2 separate regions of the Mus musculus genome follow, and region 2 is linked to region 1. A link is a contact called in public HiChIP or PLAC-seq data. All regions are on one chromosome and are shown on one strand. Each heading gives the region's core, a stretch centred on a gene start, on an enhancer-like site or on the middle of the called end of the contact. The rest is flanking DNA. Distances are from core to core; before and after follow the strand shown. Region 1 overlaps Atrnl1 (attractin like 1). Region 2 holds the start of Gfra1 (glial cell line derived neurotrophic factor family receptor alpha 1).

Evidence for each region. HiChIP or PLAC-seq counts read pairs in DNA pulled down with a chosen protein or histone mark.
Region 2: a contact with region 1 is called in a CTCF HiChIP or PLAC-seq map of the NIH/3T3 cell line, with 12 read pairs. The contact joins the promoter of Gfra1 here to the enhancer-like site in region 1. A contact is called at or near these places in 11 of 39 promoter capture datasets (the 3T3-L1 cell line, the C10 cell line, cranial neural crest and 8 more), 4 of 15 datasets of contacts at CTCF or cohesin (the NIH/3T3 cell line, large pre-B cells, pro-B cells and 1 more), 3 of 484 Hi-C or Micro-C datasets (cerebral cortex, cochlea and embryonic fibroblasts), 14 of 115 datasets of contacts at active chromatin or transcription factors (the NIH/3T3 cell line, bone marrow-derived macrophages, differentiating embryonic stem cells and 10 more) and 2 of 9 other capture datasets (adipose tissue and liver).

The regions. Positions count from the first base shown.
Region 1 is chr19:57,966,710-57,972,912 of GRCm38.p6, reverse strand. The region is part of intron 27 of Atrnl1 (attractin like 1); the gene reads right to left. Among named protein-coding and RNA genes, the nearest start is that of Gm52385, 44 kb to the right of the region's middle. Within about 2 kb of position 2,557, at least 33 of the 459 cell types and tissues checked have an H3K27ac peak or open chromatin away from gene starts, as enhancers often do. A contact at or near this core is called in the NIH/3T3 cell line, embryonic fibroblasts and hippocampal neurons, where this site is marked.
Region 2 is chr19:58,452,774-58,458,976 of GRCm38.p6, reverse strand. Gfra1 (glial cell line derived neurotrophic factor family receptor alpha 1) reads left to right here and starts at 3,579. Exons shown (of 11, transcript NM_010279.3): 1 at 3,579-3,779; 2 at 4,383-4,668; 3 at 5,520-5,813. The coding sequence starts at 4,629. Gm41876 (a long non-coding RNA gene) reads right to left here and starts at 2,828. Exons shown (of 3, transcript XR_877966.1): 1 at 2,766-2,828; 2 at 450-616.

The DNA.
Region 1 (6,203 bases), core at 1,308-3,807:
ATGCTTTACATCTCAGGCAAAGGTCTCCTTTACAGAGAAACTGATTTCGGTGCTGAATTTACGGGCAATTCTTGACCCATCTCAGTTATTTTCAAGATATATTATCTGGTGCTTATAGTTATGATTAACTTGGTAGTTGACTAAACTACAGTTGAATTGGATGTTTCAGCAGGAATGACATACCCTAGCATATTTCAGTTCCTTCCATAAAGCCACTTGGAGTTGTTTCTTTCTATCTCAACACTTTGCTTTAGGCAAATTATTGCATGGATTCCTTCAGATTTCCCATATCATTTGAAGAACATGGTGTATGCTTGTCTTTTAAATTTCAAACATTATAACTTTTCATATTGTGTTACAGGGCGTGCGTTTATTTTCTTAGATTGGACTATAACTGGAAGGTTATAAAACCTTAAAAAAGATCCAATTCAAAGGAATAAGCAACATCATAAAAAGGTAGTTACTGGGTAAACATTTCTTATTGAGGAGAAAATATTGTTTCCTCAAGTCAAAATAATCTATTTGTAATAGAAGACTCTGTGTACAACAAATTGTGTTTAAGAAACGGATGATATTTTATTTAGGGGTTTTCTGTGAAAACAATAAAAGAATAATACAAGTGTAAGAAAATCCAGCCAAGTGTCAAAAAGCTGATTCAACATTTTAAAAACTAAACTATTAGATTCACGTGCCAGCTAGCTAAGGCTGTGTGACTGCGGAGGAGGTGCTGGGAAGCAAAGATGTCCCGAGTATACACGCGGAGCTGAACTGGACATAATGCCCTTATTCCAGGCATGGCTTTAAAAATGGGAGTTCGCAATGGTCAAACAGGGCTGATCATTTATTCTAAACTATAATATTAAAAACTAAAATATCCAATCATTCAAAAACCTTAAGGCTATTCATTTCTCAGCGGAAGCTCAATGACCACCAGTCTACAACACTCCACAACAGTCACAAGTCACCATTTCTACTGAAGCCTTTGTGATGGATGATTGCAGTTCCTCCAAACATCACCGAGTAAAAGACTAGAAAGAGGTGTCAATGATCGGTGATGAGAGAGGAGGAAGGGAGAGGGAGGGCACACATGAACTGTGAAGAATTCTTCCATTTGTGGAGGGGTTATTGCTCTACTAATTACAGTGACCACTTCAACAGAAGATGAAGACAACAGCAGCTTCCTGTCTGGCTGCACTGAGGCTGAAATATATGCTGGGAAGGGATTCAGCCCTGTCTTACACAGAAACACATTCAACCTCGAAATGTCAATGCTCTTCTACCCAAAGATGATTTCTACAGTTTAGGTAGCCAAGAACTGAGAGCTTTACTTTCCCTATCACTTGGACCTTTAAAGGAAGCTGCTTTTAGCATCTTGCACTTAATAACTTCTAGCCTTCATCGCACCACTAAACAGGCTGTGCACAGCTGCCTGTTACCCTCCAACCCCATCTAACTGCAAGCCTGGGACTTATCCAATACTTGGTGATTCCAGGCTGATGTTGGCTTGAGGTGTGAAGTCTGAGGACTCTTAAGGTAGGGACAGGAAATTGGGAATAAGGTTTTGTACAATAGGTGTAAGGTGAGGATACTGGATCTGAATCTAAAACAATACACTGGAAATCTAGGAATCCAACAAATAGTGGGGATGGCCCAGTGACTAAGAGTGCCTGTTGCTCATTCAGAGGGCTGGAGTTCAGTTGCCAACACCTACACCCACTGCTCACCACCACCTTACTCCCCGCTCCAGGAGATCCAGCGCCCACTTCTTGACTCTGCAAGCACTACAATTACTTACACCTGTGCGCACACAGACATATATATATACTTAAAAGCAGAAAAACTAGTCTTAAAAGAGTCCTATCCATCCACATAACGAGTCAGATACATGTAGACAGAGAACTTAGTGATTTTTAAAGCACTCACCTACCTTTGAAAAATTTAAATATAAATTAAAATGTTTAGGTGATCTTCAAGGAAACATTTCCCTTACTCAAATCTAGAGCTCACCACCAACACCAACGTCATAAGGAAAATGAGGGTGGACCTCGCAGCAGCAGAAGGTTCCCCGAAGCTTGGAGATGATACTTTCCAATTTAAGTGTTGTTTTTGTTTCTTTTTTAGTGTGTTTTGTGATACTGGGAACTAGGACGCCACAACGCTGCGCAGCTATTAATAGATTTGTAACAGGAAGCGGCACATTTATGTTCTCTCATATGTTACAAGGCCAGTCCTGAATAAAACTAGTCCTGGCTGGCGTATATCCTATCTTTCTATAATGAGAGAGAATAAAATAAACTTAGGCAAAATAGAGGATTGGTTGTTTTGGGCACATCCTGCCCCCTTTCGGTAGTATTGGGTTCAACCCCCCAAACAGCCCCTCCCCCAGAGCTCCATCATTGGCCTGGTTCTTACTCCCTCATTCTGCTTTCCCAGTTTCTCATCTTTCCAAAGCGGTTTCCCTGCGTTGTTACAAGTAGACAGAACATGCCTGGCACTGGGAGATCTTAGCTCCTCTGGACATGTCAAATTTAAAGGTAACAATGAATAAACTCAACGAGGAAATCGATTGCTAATGGTAGACATTCCCAGACAGTTAAGGTAGTGGAATGTTCTCCACATTCCCTACTGTACAGGCCTGGCCAGCTTACACTTAATGCTTAAGCTAAAGGACACTTTAAAAAAAATCAGTTTTCTTGTTTCTTACCTTAATTTCATTTTCCACAGGAAAGGAAAGCCCCTCTAATGCATTTTGCCCATTTTCTTAATAAAACAGTGACAAGAAAATGTCTCCCCGATCAAATGCCAATTTAAAACGCCAACTGACGTTGGTTCTTTTCACCTTCGTCACTAGTCACAATTTCCAAGACAATTTCCCGTTATGCTCTTTTACGCCACCCCCAAACCTCTCCTCTTTTTGGCATAATGAATCTTGGTGCAGATGAATCATGCAGGTCTGATTTAGCCTGCAAAAATGTCAGTCAAAGCAAGCAGGGCGCATGCTCAAAGCCTCCATGAATCACAGGTTTAGTTTTTGCCAAATGAAAGGCAATTTCACTTGAAAAAAAAAATCTGGGGAGATATGGCTTTTAGCTTACAGGGAAAATGTTCTAAAAATGTCTAGAGAAGGGACACACACAAACAGAGGAAATTTTTTTTTTTAAAAAAAGCATTTATAGCACATTTCTTTCAATTAAAATATTTCCTCCCTTAACTTCATCAAACCCGTAGTAAAAATTAGACTAATGAACTGCTGATGCAGTTAGACTATTGGTTAGATATTTAATGAACCCCAAGTCAGCTAGACTTTGTTAGGAAGAATTTGGTAACTAGATGTCAAATAGTGAGGGATATGATAATGTCTTCTAACTTCCACTTAAGCACCAGACACAGTATAAAAATATTATTGAGACTATTACAGATAATCATTTTGTAATTGCTGTTCTCATGATAATTTTTTTTTAAAAAAATGCAACCTCCATTTTCATCTTGGATCCAATTTCCACAAAAGGCAGACTGGGCTATGTTGCCATGACATTCCATTGCTAGCTCCAGCACACCTGTAAGGTTCAGAGTGCTTGCCTTCTTAGGATGATTGGCCATCCTGACTCACCAAATGCAGCCCAAGACGCTGCTCAACACAGCCCGCCTACACCAGCCTTCAGCTAATGTATGGCTGCACTAAATGATGGTTATCGAGATGGTGGCAGTCCCATTAGGCTGTCTGAAACATCTCATCTTTTTCTTTTTCTTATCCAAGATTGTTCTTATTGTGAACTGTGTGTGTGTGTGTGTGTGTGTGTGTGTGTGTGTGTGTGTGTGTGTGTGCTGTAGAAAAGAGCTGTGAAGGCTTAAACATTTCAAATAGTGTTTCAGATCAGGTGATTACAGTAAAGTGGAATGTCCCCATCAAGCCGTTCTGCCTCTCAGCTGATTACTACATCTAAGATCGGCTACCTGTCTAACTATTTGGAGAAGCCTCGAATCGCTCTCCTGGAAGTATTTGTAAGGAAAGAGAGCACAGAAATGGGTAGGAATATCAGTTCTACAACCTGCTGAAAACATGGTGCCCTATATAAGGGAATTTGCTAAACACATTAAGAGGCAACACAATGTCCAAGACTCAAAGGTGAGAAGAGGCAAGAATTCTTTGGATGCCCGTCCCAGGGGCACTGATAACCACGGGCTCTGCCCTGGCCACTCAGTTTGTGGAAGCAGGGAATGATGATTCCTACCCAAGGGTAAGGTACATACTTGATAAATCGTTTCAGTTATTAACTAAGCGCTTCAACTTCCGTAACAACTGGCTTCTTAAGAGTTGTAAGATTGAAATGATGTTTCAGAGAAATCACTTTTTAAATGTATTTATTCTGTGATAGAGTCAAACTTTAAACGGGAGGGATATACACTTGAACCGCCCCCCTGCTTTTAGACATCAAATGTATTTTCTGGCCTGCTGTACATCATATTGTTCAAGCATATAAATGTAATGCAAGAATTCATCAATAATTTTAAAAGACCAAGATGAACTTCTGTAAATTACAATTTATTTCTGGTATTTTACCCTTTTATCCAAGCTTACAAACTGATGCTACTGAGGAGATTTCAAATTGTTTTTTATCTAGGCCAGTTTTGAAGCTGGCCATTTTAAATTTGAGCACACTTTTATAGACTACAGCTTACTTTTAAAGTCTAGAGTTTGTTTTATTGATTTCAAATATGTCATTTTCTCAGCTTCAATTATTGCACGTGTGAGTGATGAAAGTTTAATTTTCATTTGTTGGAAGATCTATGCCTCAATATGCTTTTGACACACCCTGATTTACAGAGACTGTTATTAATTTTGAGTAAGTTTCATCAGGGAACTTTCTCCCTCATCTGCTGAACCCCCCCCCACACTTGCTCTGCGCCATGGATTTCAGTTCCCGAGTCTGACTGTGCCACTTCATATTCTTGTTCATTATGTCATGGCTAAAAGTAACATAACTGTGAATTTACACAATGGACTACAAAAGATATGGTCCTAAAATAGCAACTCGACTTGAATATTTCTCTAATATTTTTTTGCTAGATAAGACAAATCTCTGTGTTTCCATGATACCAACTTTCCCTGAAAACCTTCAGTTTACAAAAAGAAGCGCGCAACTACTTTGGGGAGAGTAGAACCTAGCTTTTGCAGATACTAAAAATTACAACTCTGGAAGTCTTTCTAAGGAAAAAGAATGGGATACTAAACTAAAAACTTCATTTTGAATACTAGCTTTGAAGAGACCTATGCAAATGAGCGGTCACATTTTAACCTTAATTCACCAATTTCAAGGCCAACCAGATCTTGGAGGTGGCAGTGGTTGGTTAGACTCCTTGACACCATTCAAGAGCACCCATTCCTGGCAAAGGATACTTAGCAAAGGAGTAAAAGCAACTACTGCTCAGTGGATATCTAAGATGTGCACATCCAGAGAGCCCTGAATACATATGATCTTGTAAAGTACTTGGCACAGGGCTGAAGAGATGGCCCAGTGGTTAAGGGCACTTGCTGCTGAGAGAGATGGTCCAGTGGTTAAGGCCACTTGCTGCTGAGATGGCCCAGTGGTTAAGAGCACTTGCTGCTATTCCAGAGGACTGCGGTTCAGATCCCAGCACCCATTGGGTCTGAAAATCCAGTCCTACTGGATCTGACACTGTCTTCTGGCCTCTGTGGGCACTGTATACATGCTGTCCACAGATGTATATGGAGGCAAAGTTCTCTGGTATATGAATACATTCACGATTTACAAAAGAAGAAAAATTTGCATAGTAATGAAATGAATTTTGTATTTATTTTTGTACAAAAATTAAATATTGGTTAAATATTACATGTCTCAAGACATAGAACATTTTTCATAGTATGGTAATACTATGATTTTAACTAACAGCAAGAATGCTACTTCATATAAATATGTAGTAAAAATCTGGGAGAGTATGTTTATGGCCATTTCAGAATTGTAGAAAACTATTTCCTATCAAACCCTAAGCCAAATTGTGCTTGATCATCTTTATGAAATTCACGTCAGCAACTGAAACAGTAATTTTACAAACCAGCTATTATAACATAATACAATCATGGAGTTAGGAGCTAGTGATTTGATAATTCCAAGAGATGATGGGAGGAACACATTAAAGTTACTGTTTTAATTAAGCTACACATAAAAATAAAAAAATAACTC
Region 2 (6,203 bases), core at 2,330-4,829, 490 kb before region 1:
CAACTGGCTAATGTCAAGTGATGATGTAGTTTGAATGACTTTTGAGCAGTACAACTTTAGGGAAAGAATATGCTTTACGTTATATTCCACGGGACAAAGGCAAAGAGAGTAAGACACAAAATGTCACATGAGATAAAACTGTCACTTTCATCGTGACTCATCTGTTAACTTATGGAAATACGCTCACATCAAGAGATACAAGAAGATTGCTCACTTCACATGCTCACGGGTGGATTGAACCTAATTTTGTAGCATTAAAACCAATTTTCCACTGAGGATTACACGAACCTTTATAATGATTAATATTTGATATTTCAATGTCACCTTTCGTCCTGAGACACATCCGTGCTCATGGGAAAGACAAGCTCTGAGGATGCAGAATTAATAGAACATGTCACACTTTCTATTTTCCATATTCCTAAGGCTTTCTGGCTGTGCATTTCTCTCACCTTTATGGTAGCAGACCGTGAGGCAATGGTTTTCCTTATGGGGTCCTGCCTTGAGAAGTCATAAGCTAGAGTATGAACTACATCTTTTTGTTTACAGCTCTTCTCACAGGATGAAATTTGACATGGCCGTTTCTCTTCTCCTTTGCTTTACTACCACTGATCACATCCTGTGTACAGAGCAGACGTTCAATGGGCTGTGTCATTGTAGAGTTCTTCTCCTTCCACGGAAGGAAAACAAAACACCACCATCACCATCAACATCATCACCATCACCACCATCATCATCACCACCTCCACCATCACCACACTCAACCACCAATCACCACCATCATCACCTCCCTCACATTCCATCACCTTCACCACCCCCAATGGCCCCACAATCCCCATTGTGCCATTGCTTAATAAAGCACTCACTGGATGCCTACAATGATCTGTTATTCTATATAGAAACTGTGCCTATTAATTTAACAGCAACATTAGAGGGTAGGGCTGTCCTCTTGATCTTTCTGTGATTATGGAAGAGTTTTGTAAGCCTTATCAGATATGGTAACCATGGTCATGTATAGTCATTGGTTGGTGCCACTGAGAACTAACCACACTTACCTGGTACTTAATTTTAATTAAATTCATGGCAGTGACACTGAGGCTGGTAGTTTTGGTGTTGGTCAACACAGTTGTAGCAAACAGTGGGCATTTATTATTATTGTCCTTATTATTAATTATTTTAAACAAAGATGGGGGCATGGCTCAAGACTTAAGACTATTTACTGCTCTTGTAGAAGACCTGAGTCTGGTTCCCAGCACCCATGTTGAGCCTGAAAACAACCTGTCACTTTCTAGCTCCAGGGGATTTGATGTTCTCTCTGACCTTCATGGACTGGGACACACACAAAAATAAAAATAAAATTAATAACCCCTCAAAACCAAACCAAACCCCAAAGGTCTAATTTCACCATATCTATATTTATTATATATTATGTAAATATTTATATATTTATCATATATTGAAGGCTAGAGTGAAGAAGGGGTATGTAATATTCTTGAAGCCATAACTATTTTCGAAAGAGTCCTTTATTCCACATTTAGAGAACTTTAGACCAGTCTTTCCTTTTCTGTTAAAAGTAGATTTTAACTAACTCCCTAGGATTAAGTAGAATAACCAAGTGTTTTCCCAACAAAAAAATATTTGGAATAGACTTAGCTAGTGTCTTAAATGAAACTTAACTATTCTTCAACCACCCAAAGTGGTCCCCAAAGAAAAGCACTGAATTGACAGAGAAAAATATTCCCACTCACTTATGAAATAGGACAACGGAGGGGGGTTTTATGTTTTCAGCATCAATGGGAGTCTTCAGCTAAGTCTTCTCATTAACATCCACTTCCTGGAGATTTTTGCCTTGGTGTGAAAATATGGAAATCTGCTTCTGTACGCAGAGACACTGATTGGAAGACTCAATTCCATCTCCCACAGTAGTTCCACCCTGTAGACTTCTGACTATCGCTAGAGAAAGAACTTAAGTAGCCCTTGGATCGAACCATCTGTCGCAAAAAAAATGTGACATATGCTTTCTTTGTTTACTCAACGACGGAGTGTAAACTGATACACTGAACTGGAAATCTGTGTAAGTCTGGTGTGATTGAATGTGACACCGGGGGAGGGGTTCCTGGCGAAGGCTTCAGACACTTCATACCTGCCCCTGAGGAACACGTGCAAGGCAAAGGAGGAGCTAGCACTGGCGGGATGTCCCCTGGGTTCAGGTTGCTCACAGAGGCACAGACTCTTTGAGGACTCCAAACAATGCTACAGCCGCCACAGCTGAAGGGCACGCCTGGCTGATGTGTACTTGAATGGAGGGCTACCCATCCCTCCTCCTCTTCTCCCGGCCCTTACGCCTTAAACTAAAGCCTTTGCCCTTTTCAATTAACACTCTGGATCAAAAAAAGAGCGTCTCTTTTTTTGTTCTCCTTGGCGGCCCATTGTCTGTGGTGATGGGTTTGCAGATTTGACAGCTGGGCTCATAGATTCGATTCAAACTCTGTTTTCCTGAGAGATGATGAACTTGGACATAGAAAAGATCTCTGACACAAGCCCCAAGCAGCGAGCTGGTCGGTCAAACACTACTACGGACATACTCTAGACAGATCTCTGGACCCCTAAAGGACAGCGGGTGTCACGGAGAGCGGGGTTCAGCAGCATCGCTGGAGCGATCCTTGAAGTTGGGGTGAAGGGCTGTGGATGTGTTCTGTTTATAAAATGTTTTTGAAAAAAAATTTACTCTTGAAACAGTAAAGATGGAAATCATCTTATAAAATTACCTAAAGCTGGGTCTGATCAGACTTCAGTGCAGTGGGCTGGGGTGGACTTTGCTTTGTCTCGCTGTCATACCAGGAGGAGAGAGGTGCATGAGCTCGCACAAGCATTTTATCAATGGGTGGGTGCATCCCGGATCGCCGCTCAGGGCTTAGGTCTGAGTGAGTCTGAATCTTGCCAAGTCTTGAGTCACAGCCGCGAATGACGTGGAGAAAAAAAAACAACTTTGTGTTCAAAAGGGTCTGGATGGGTTGCTGTGTTGCACTAAAGAAAGAGCCCTTGTGCACTGAAGGGGGTGGGGGTGCGCAGTCTCCGCGACGGCGGCGGCGTAGCGCTGCGGGTCCTGAGCCTGCTTGCCTGTTGGCCTTGGGTCCCACCGCCAGCCAGCCTGTAAGTCTGCTGTGGCGGACGGAGGAACTGCGCTTCACAGAAGAGCCGGCCCTGCGCTGCCCGGAGGCAGGAGCAGAAGCAGCCTGAGGGGCCTTTAGCCAAAACCAATCTGGGCATGCTATCCTCCCACCGCTTCCAATAACCGCTGACATCCCTACCGGGCATCGAGCCGGGGCGGGGAGGTCTGCTCGGAAATCGTCCTGGCCAACTCTGTCCTCCGAGCTGTAGCAGATTGTGGCATCGTTTTTTTACCTAGCACAGAGAAAGTGAGGCCGGAAAGAGAAAGAGGAGGCGGGGACACCCCAAAGAATAAATAAACAAACACTGGCTACTCGCTGCAGCTGGACACCGGTCAATTGGGTTCAGGTTCGTGGCATTTAGAGTTTTCTCATTCCACTTGAGAACCCATCGCCACCTCCCCTCCAGCCATCCCTTTCCATTTTGCTGGCGTCCTCCAACTTTGGGGCCAGGGGGGCGCTAGTGGTGCGGGGCTGCACCTGCTGGGGTGTGCAGATGCTGTGGACTAGCTCGCTCTCACGGGGCAGTGGTGTGGATGCACAGGAGTTCGGGCGCTAGGCAAGTGCGTGTGAAGCACTGAAGTCTAGGAAGGAGCCCAGGATGAGCGGCAGGTAGGAGTAGGGGCGGAGAAGCCAGGTTTCAGTACCAGGCGGGATGCGGGATGTCAGTTTCCTCTTGCCGGACTGCCTGGGAAGAGAGGCTCGTCCAGGGGAGGGGATGACGGTGACTGGGGTAGCGATCGGTGGCCGGGGACAGAAGAGCTAGAACGCTAGTGATCGAGCCAGCAAGTGAGTGGTCGGGCGAGAGCCAGGGAGGGCGGCCAACTTCCCGGAGCCGGAGCAGGGTCTTGGTCCAGCGGGGTTGGCTAAGAAGCCTTCGCCACCGAGGCTCCGACTCCGGGCAGCGCCAGCTAGCTTCCGGCGCTTGCTCTGAAAGTAATGGTTATTTATTTGCTTGCGTTCAGCCTCTTGGGTTGTGCGCGATATCCTCCAGCTTTGAACGTTGGGAGCCCTAGCGGACCTTACCAGCTCCAGAACCCGGGTTCCGGAGCTTCCTCGTGCCCGTAATAGATGAATTCGCACCTCCTGCTCTCGGACCCGAGTGGGGGTAGCGTTGAGAAGTCCCCCGAGGCGGGAGCGGGGGAGGGGAGAGGGGCGGGAGCTGGAGGCTTCAGCACTCTGGGCTCTCATTTCAAAGCGCGCTCTTCCTTCCAGGTTGGGTCGGAACTGAACCCCTAAAAGCGGGTCCGCCTCCCGCCCTCGCGCCCGCTCGGAGCTGAGTCCCTGGCGGCGGTGGGCGGCAGAGCAACGGGGAGTCTGCTCTCACCCTGGATGGAGCTTAACTTTGAGTGGCCAGAGGAGCGCAGTCGCCCGGGGATCTCTGCACGCTGAGCTCTCTCCGCGAGATCCGGTGGCGGCTTTGGATTTTGGGGGGGCGGGGACCAGCTGCGCGGCGGCACCATGTTCCTAGCCACTCTGTACTTCGTGCTGCCACTCCTGGGTAAGTCGAGACCGCTGCTGGCTTTCTCATCCAGAGTCTTTCATTGGGGGGTCCCTTGCGGCAGCCACTCCAGAATTGCGGGTGGGTGCCTTGAGTGTGGGTGGAAGAAGTTTCGCTAGGGGGTGAAGAGGTTCAAGAATCTCTGGGATTGGGAAGCAGTGCTGGCGCGTCTTTGAGCGGTTGATTTTATTTTGCCGTGTTTAAAGGGGGTGAGAAACAAAACAAAACAAAAACTAATAACCCAGCCTGGTGGAAAATTGAGGGGTCGTAGGCTTCCATCCCAGGGCGTTACTCCCCTTTGGAAGTCGGAGCTCCCTGAGACGCTCCGGCAGGTGGAGTGTGGTCAAATACCGCTGGGGTCGGAAGAGAGCAAACTTGGAATGGAAAACTTTTAAGGGAAAAACGTCTCTGCGCACCCGCGGGGCAGACTGTGGCACTCGTCTGCCTTTCGTTCAGAGCGCTAAGGGTGCCAAGCACCCAGCCTCGCTGTTCAGCTCAGTGCCCTTTTGCCCGCTGCTGGCCAGGAGACACTGCAGCCTCGGGTGCCTGGGGAGGCGGGGCAGCCAGCGGGTCAGGAGTGCTTGCTTCTGCTTTGGGACGCTGGGGCTGCGCGGGATCCCCGGCAAATCCCGCTAAGGCAGCCAGTGGAACCTTCCTTGTTGAGCCGGGGAGGGGCGTGATGGCAGTATTCCCGGGGTGAGAAAATTCCAGAAGAGGGGTGGACCAGCTTCCTACCTAATCTGCCCCTTCAGAATGATGGTGGAGGTCTATCATGCCCTGCCCTCCCGGGACCTGGAATCAGGGTACCCACTAGTCTGCTGCGTTCAAACGTTCTTCTGTTCACCCTGTAGATTTGCTGATGTCGGCCGAGGTGAGTGGTGGGGACCGCCTGGACTGTGTGAAAGCCAGTGATCAGTGCCTGAAGGAACAGAGCTGCAGCACCAAGTACCGCACACTGAGGCAGTGCGTGGCGGGCAAGGAAACCAACTTCAGCCTGACATCCGGCCTCGAGGCCAAGGATGAGTGCCGCAGCGCTATGGAGGCCTTGAAGCAGAAGTCTCTCTACAACTGCCGCTGCAAGCGGGGCATGAAGAAAGAGAAGAATTGTCTGCGTATCTACTGGAGCATGTACCAGAGCCTGCAGGGTATGCACTACTGCCCCCACCAGCGTGCCGGGCTTCCTCTCAGAAGGCCAGAGGCAACCTCAGTCCAGTCCGGTACTGGGGCTAAGCTGGCTGATCTCATCCTCTGCTCACTTCTCCCAGCTGCGGAATGAGGACCTTTCATTGGCCTCTAGGGACAGAGGCAGCTGGTGTTTTCTGCTGCAGCTGAGCAGTATTGTTGGAGCTGGTTGTTGGAAAATCCATGAGGGGGTGGGGGCACCCCTGGGACCCCACTGACCTTCCTGAAACCTAGTTAGAACATCAGAGTGGGGACTCCTTAGAACCCACCTTTCAGCCGCCCACCCGAGGCTTTCACTGCGTGTAGAGAGTAGTAGTCCCACTGGCGTGTCCTCTTTTCTTTTCTTATGACAT